2 separate regions of the Sus scrofa genome follow, and region 2 is linked to region 1. Evidence: chromatin contacts called from public HiChIP or PLAC-seq data. All regions are on one chromosome and are shown on one strand. The core of a region is the stretch at or near the end of the contact, and the rest is flanking DNA. Distances in the headings are between cores, read along the strand shown. Region 1 overlaps SAMD12 (sterile alpha motif domain-containing protein 12). Region 2 has its middle 35 kb from the start of EXT1.

What was found. HiChIP or PLAC-seq counts read pairs in DNA pulled down with a chosen protein or histone mark.
Region 2: an H3K27ac HiChIP or PLAC-seq map of alveolar macrophages shows a contact between it and region 1. The contact joins two enhancer-like sites. A contact is called at or near these places in 1 of 47 Hi-C or Micro-C datasets (embryonic fibroblasts) and 1 of 2 datasets of contacts at active chromatin or transcription factors (alveolar macrophages).

What each region holds. Positions count from the first base shown.
Region 1 is chr4:20,415,550-20,419,292 of Sscrofa11.1, reverse strand. All of the region lies in intron 4 of SAMD12 (sterile alpha motif domain-containing protein 12), which reads right to left. Among named protein-coding and RNA genes, the nearest start is that of EXT1, 230 kb to the left of the region's middle. Within about 2 kb of position 1,997, at least 11 of the 83 cell types and tissues checked have an H3K27ac peak or open chromatin away from gene starts, as enhancers often do. A contact at or near this core is called in alveolar macrophages, where this site is marked.
Region 2 is chr4:20,607,694-20,611,436 of Sscrofa11.1, reverse strand. No RefSeq gene overlaps it. Among named protein-coding and RNA genes, the nearest start is that of EXT1, 35 kb to the left of the region's middle. Within about 2 kb of position 1,801, at least 3 of the 83 cell types and tissues checked have an H3K27ac peak or open chromatin away from gene starts, as enhancers often do. A contact at or near this core is called in alveolar macrophages, where this site is marked.

The sequences.
Region 1 (3,743 bases), core at 748-3,247:
GGCATAGCATGTGGCTCTCTACTCCCTCACAACACCTCCTGATGTAAGGAGACTGCTGTTTATTCGCATACTGCGAATTAGTTAAGGTTGGGCAAGATTGGTGATCTGCAGATAATCACACAACCAGAGAGTAACTTCAGGGGATCCAGCTCTGTCCCACTTCAGAGCCAGCCCAGGATTTTCCTCCTGGGGAAAGCAATTAAGCACGAGGATAAGATACACCAAAGAAACCTGGCTACTATCATTTTCTCGAAGGCTTAAAAACAGACACGGAGTTATCTTTTCAGAAGAGCTTATGCATCGTTTTACCTGGAGGCAGGAGCATGGGCAATTCAATCTTTCAAAATTCTTTTTGGGTCTTTGATTTTTATGACTAGAGAACAGACTTCATGAATGGTGGCAATAAGAATCTTATGCTTCAGGAATTTTATCCATGTCATCCTCACCTCAGAGTTCAGCTCTCTTGGGGACAAGACTATGCCACCATGCTGGTCCCTAGTAATTGCCAGCTTGGGACCTGTAATCCATGTCACATGCCAGTTCTGCTTTTACACACCAGTGTCTCTTCCATGCCTTGAATCCCAAGGTATTGACTGATTTCAGACCCTTTAGAAACAGGGAGGCCATGCATGCTATCTTGACATGCTGTCTTTAACCTTATTTCACCTTCTGGTCACCTCCAGAAGATTAAGCAATAAAACTTAGTATCCACTTAATAGCACACTGCCCATCTAACGACAGGAATGTGGGGCCATGAGAGTTTAGATTTCAATGTAGTGAAATCACCAGCGGTCACGGATCACACAGGAAACACAGGTTAACAGTTACGAGTCATGCACTCCCTAGTTTACAGATCAAAGGAAGGTGATGAAAATGAAAAGAACAGAAATGAAAATGAGCAAGCAGCTTCTGCTTTCAGAAATAATATATACAGCTTCCCCCCTTTGAAAGCAGCTCTCTTCAGCCAGAATTGGAGGAGGCGCGTGGTCAGTGGTTATCACAAACTAAACACGGCTTAGCTAGAATCAGTTTCTGTAGCAGCTCTTGAGTTTTTAAAAATCTGTATTTTCATAATTGTACCTAATTACCCACACCGTTTGCGTTTTGCTTTGCATTCCGATGATGGCATGATGAAAAAGCTACTCTTTAAAAAAGTAAATGACCCTGGATAGAGATGACATTTTTCTCCTCACAGCGTTAAGACACAGTTCTAAACTGTGAGGAGTGGGAGAGAAGTTGGGTTGCACTGCTGTTACTTTTAGCCTTTTTTTTTTTTTTTTTTTTTCTTCTTTAAAGAAGATTTCTACTTGAAGCAGCTCAGAGTCTACTGAACACAGAACATTCACTGCTGGTTAGGTATTTTACCAGGTTCTGACAAACAGAAAGTCATTTCCACCTGTAGCAGCTGCTTGGAAACTGACAAGACCCCAGCATCCCTTGCTAGTAACTTCCTGCTATTTAACACACACACACACACACACAATCTTTCAAGAACCCCAAAGCATGGTCATCAAGTCTCTGTACAATGCTGATCGTATTCATATATTGACACTGATACTCCATCTCAGCAGCATAAAGAATCGGAAGCCACTCATCTTTAAACAAAAGTCTTCGCCTCCCCTCTGTCCCACTTCGCAAAGCCCTCAATTATAAAGAAAGAAAGGGGACAAAATGCCCAAGCTGACATTCTGCCAAACCCGCTTGGGGTGGGAAAATAAAGATAATTCCTCAAAAGCCCATATGGGCCAGGCTGATGAAAACCAGGGGCTTCCTCCCCTCTCTTAAAAGGCAACACAAAGCGCAGGGGTGTGCCCTGAGTCTTTCAGCTCTGGCCGCAGTTTTGTGGTCTGTGCAAGCAGAGCCTGGTGATGCGCCAGCGATTCTGTTCCTGCTTTTCTGATGGGTCCCAGAGGGGACTTCCCAGTAATAGTGCCTTGTCTCCCACAGCTCTGATGGGCTGTACTGCCCTTCCTCCTCCTCCAAGGTTAAGGCCTCAGCACAGGGAGTGGGAGGCTGCCTCTGCTGGGTGGTTGGCAGCAACACCCTCCCCCCCATTATGGGCTCCTCTGAAGCGTGTTTCCATGAAGCTGGCCCTTCCATCCGGGTATGCGCTCAACACAGACAAAATGATGTTTCTCAATAAAAGAATCTGCTACCCAGGAGGCAAAACCAGTATTTAATTTGCTGGCTGTGTTCAATAGACTGTGAGCTCCTCAAGGGGAGGGACTAAGTCTCATTTGTCTTTGTAGCTTCGGTGAGTAACACACATTCACTTGTTCATTCATTTATTCAATAGCTCTTTACAGGGAGCTGGAGGTCTGAGATGAGAAAGGCACGGGCTTCAACAAAGAATGAGACATGTCTTTTGCCCCACAGGCTGGACTGCTGTGGAATAAATATACTTTCTAATATGTTCCAAGAGACAAAAATACACACTCAAAATAAATAGTACAAAAGTGGAGCTATCTCACTCCTAGGCTCGTCGGATGTCAAAGATGAATAGGACCCGCTTTCACAGATAAGGAAGACACCGCTCAGAAGGAGCTGACCAATCCTTGATCTTGTGCTCTTTTTACCTTGAACAAGGCCACCCATGGAAGAGAAAGCATTTCAAGTAGAAATGTCCATTGCTCTCTGCAGCCCTTTTATCCTCAGAACCTACTTTATATATATAGTCTAATTTCCAAAAGTTCACATAACTCAAGGGACTCCAGACCATGGTTTAAATAAGGAGTGTGAACCCAAACTTCTACAGAGGCCAAAAAGGTAAAATAATTTAAGAAAGCAAAGCCAGGGGAAAGAATGGAGGGCAGGAGAGAGCAAACTAAACACACGTGCTCTTGTTTCAGTCATCAACTCCAGTTTTATGATGGAAAGCCATGGTTTTCTCTGGCTTATGCTTTTGTTGGTTGGGAATCCACGAAGAGCTCAGCTGGGTGGTCCATCTTTGATCCATGCCATGTCCCCTCTGGGGAGTGGGGTATCCACTGCCAAGACGGCTTCCGCGGTCACGTGTCTGGGACCGTGGTGCTCCTCGACCTTTGTCTTTCTCCCCACGATGTCTCTTCTAGGGTATCTTCTTGTGGCTTGGGCTCCTCACACCACGGCGATCTCAGGGCAGTTGCACTTGTCATATGGTGGCGCCCTTCCTTGACCAAGGGTCTCAAGAGACAGGAAGGAGATGCTGCCATTTTCTGCCCCATGGTACTGGTCAGAGCCATCACTAAGTCTTCAAGGAGAGGACACCAGACACCATCTCCCAGTAGGAGGAATGTTAAAAAATTTACAAATGTTGGTAGGGCGCCTTAGTTGGTTCCAAAGAACAGCCACTAGGTCCCAGGTTGTTGTACTGTGGGACTGTGGTCCAGTACAAAATATTTTAAACACTTCGTCTTTTTTTAGGGATGCACCCGCGGCATATGGAGGTTCTCAGGCTAGGGGTCAAATCAGAGCTGCAGCTGCCAGCTTACACCACAGCCACAGCAATGCCAGATCTGAACCTCATCTGTGACCTACACCACAGCTCGCAGCAACGCCTGCTCCCTTAAACCACTGAGTGAGTCCAGGGATCGAGCCTGCATCGTCATGGATACTAGTCAGATTCTTAACCTGCCGAGCCACAATGGGAATGCCGTATTTTAAACATTTTATGTAGAAGATGGAAATTTATATTTGAAAGTACAAATATTTTTAAATGTTGGTGATTAAATCAAAATTTGTGGGAAAAACTGTGTCAGATTTTG
Region 2 (3,743 bases), core at 552-3,051, 190 kb before region 1:
GTCTTTTTAGGGCTACACCTGATGCATAAGGAAGTTCCCAGGCTAGGGGTCGAACTGGAGCTGTACCTGCCAGCCTACGCCACAGTCAGAGCAATGTAGGACCATAGCCGTGTTTGTGACCTACATCATAGCTCATGGCAACACCGGATCCTTAACCCACTGAGTGAGGCCAGGGATTGATCCCATGCCCTCATGGATACTAGTCTAGTTCATTCCCACTGAGCCACAATGGGAACTCCTATTGTTGCTGTTTTTTTTTTTTATGAGTCCTCAGATTTCACTTCTGTGATTCTATTCTGAGGAATAATCATAAATTTAAAGTTTTATAGGGTTTGTTGATGACAATAACAATGGCTAACATCTAGACAGATATTGTCATTACCAGGCTAAGTGTTTCACACTTGAGTTTATGTAATGCTCAAAATAGCCAGATTGCCCTAAGTAGGAACTGTTAATTATGCCCATTTTCCTATCAGAAAATTAAAGCTCAGAGAGGTTAACATGTCTGAGGTCACACAGTTATTTTGCACAGAAAGATTAATAAAACATTATTTAAAAATATATAAACAATCTACAGGAAACTCTTCAATAAATCTTGGGCATGTGTATATAAAGAAATAGTAAGTAGTTATCAGAAGGATGTTTTCCAGTGGTCTTTAATGACATTCACAAATATTTATGGTATGGTTTTTAGTGAAAAAAATTGTGCTTATGATCTTTATAAAAAACAGCTTCACCGAGGTGTGGTTTTTGTACCATAAAGTTTACGAGGTTTAAGTGTGCAATTTAATGATTTTTAGAAAATCTTCAGAGTTATGCAACCATTACCACAATCGTTTTAGAGTATTTCTATCATTCTCCCTAGCTCCCTGCAAAAATAAATATAATAATAATAACTCCTTGCCTGTTTGCAGTTAACTCCTATTCCTATGCTGAGTCATAGTCAACTCTAACCTACTTTCTTTCTCTATCCATCTGCCTTTTTTCGACATTTTGTATAGATGGAATCATATAAGAGTGACCATGTCATCTGACTTTTTAAATTAGCATAATATTTTTGAGGTTTATCTATGTCATAGCATAAATCATAATTTCTTACTTTTATGTCCTAAATAGTATCCCGGCGTATGGTTGTCATATGTTTTATGTATCCACTCACCAGTTGGTGGACGTTTAGATTGTTTCTACTCTTTTTGCAATTATGAATAATGATGGTAGGAACATTTGCGTGCAAATTTTTGTGTGGACATATGTTTTGTTTCTTTTTTTTGTTTTTTTTGTTTTTTTGGTTGGGTTTTTGAGTTGACACCTCAGTGTGAAATTGCTGGGTAATATAGTAAATATATGTTTAACTTTTCAAGAAAGCACAAACTAGTCTTCAAAGTGGGTGTTCCACTTTACATTCCCATCATCAAGGGAAGAGGACTCCCGATTTCCACACCCTCACCAGCACTTGCAACAGTCTTTTCTTTATTACGTCCATTCTAGTAAATGGGAAGTGAAAGCGCCTTGTGGGTTTTATTTGCATTTACTTAAAGACTAATGATGTTGAACATTTTAGCACAAATATTCAAATCTTGTGCTCATTTTTACTGGGGTGTTTGTTTTCTTATAATTGAACTCTGTTTTTGTATATCTTCTGGATACAAATCCTTTATCAGATATGTGATCTGCAAATATTGTCTCTCCGTTTGTGGCTCAATTTGTCCTTTAACCGAGTTTTCAAAGGTCAGACATTCCTGACTTTGATAAAGTCCAATACAACAATATTTTCTTCTATGATTTGTGCTTCTTCTTTTTTTTTTTTTCATGGCCACACTGGCAGCACGTGGAAGTTCCAGGCCAAGGATTAAATCTGAGCCACAGCTGCAACCGATGCTGCAACTGTGGCAACACCAGATCCGTTAACCCACTGCCCCCAGCCAGGAATCGAACCTGCACTTCTGCAGCGACCTGAGCCACTGCAGTCTGATTCTTAACCTACTGCACCACAGCAGGAAATCCCCTATGGATTGGACTATTTGTGACATCGAAGAAATCTCTGCCTAATCCATGATTCCAAAGAGTTTCTCTTATGTTCTCTTTTAGAAGTCTCATAGTTTTAAGTTTTGGCTTTAGGCCTGTAATCTATTCTTTTTTAAAAAAAAAATTATACTTAACATTTTTATTAGGTTTTTACATCCCAGAACTATTTCCATAATCTATTCTTAGTGAATTCATTTTTGTATATAATGTGAGGCATGGGCTGAAGTTCATTTTTCAAATTTTTTTTTTTTTTTTTTTTGCATATTAACAGCCAGTTGTTCCTGCATCATTTGTTAAACAGACTATCATTCTCCATGGACTCACCTTTCTCCCTTTGCTGCAAATCCATTGACCATATAGGTACAGGTCTATTTCTGGACCCTCTATTCTGTACCACCGATCTATTTGTCCATTTTGCCACCAGTACCACACACTGTCTTGGTGACTTATCCTGGTAATTCTCAACTAGCCATCATTTTGCTCCTCCAGGGGCAAATCGCACATCTGAAAATGCACACTTGCTTGACTTCTTCCCTTTCCTGTCCTACTTTCTCCACTCCCTTCCTGGTGTGTCCTGGGAACACAACTCAGTCAACCATTCACATGGATTCCTTATCTAGGAGTCTTTCTGTGGGGAGCCTAACCTGAGACATGAAAACAATATAGTGTCTAACTCATTGTTAGTACTCAATAAATGTTGGCTGTGGTGACTATTGTTAATTTTCTTCACCTCATTTTTTAGAGGGAACCCTTTTACAAAAGTGAGAAATTATGTCATTTTGCAGTTTTCCTTTGAGCAGACTATAACCTGATGGCATTATTTAACTATATTAGTAAAATATTTATACTTAGTAACTAAGTAACTTTAGTTAGTATTATACGACCAGTGTGTTCATTCAAATTACCTAAGGTGGCTGTCTGTTAACTTTTGAATCTCAAATCTAGATTACACAGATCATAGTCTCAGCAGAAGGATACCAAAAATAAATGAAGAGCAACCATCAACAACCTGGAGGCATCATGGCAGGGACCAAATACAGATTAAGATTTTGAGGTATCCCCACTGTGGCCCCACTGTGGCTCAGCAGTAACGAATCCAACTAGTATCCATGAGGATGTGGGTTCGATCCCTGGCCTCACTCAGTGGGTTTAAAGATCTGGCTTTGCCCCGAGCTATGGTGTAGGTCACAGACACGGCTCGGACCTGGCATTGCTGTGGCTGAAGCATAGGCCAGTAGTGGCAGTTCTGATCTGACCCCTAGCCTGGGAACTTCCATATGTTGTGGGTGTAGCTAAAAAGACAAAAAAAAAAAAAAGCTTTGAGATATCAAGAATTGATGCGAAGATATAAGATGGGGAATCCCAGGTGAGGCTGGAAAATCCAAAGAGAGCACAGACCTTTTATAAATCTGCAATGGAAACTATCCAAACTAGAGGTGTCTCATCTGGCACCTTCTCAAAGACCCAAGAACAAAGGGATTACATTTAGCACCAGTTCAGATGAAAAGACCATTCCAGTTTTGGTCTTTACAACCTAGAATAGATGTAACTAAGTAGAAAAGGATTCAGCAAGAACAGAGAAACTGTCACATAATTGGCAAATTGAACCTCTGAGGAAAGGTTAAACGAGTTTGGATTGTTTACCCAGAGAAAGAGAGGCCAAAGGTCTATTTAATACTTGTCTTCAATAATTTAAAGTTCGTATCTGACCAGAGAGT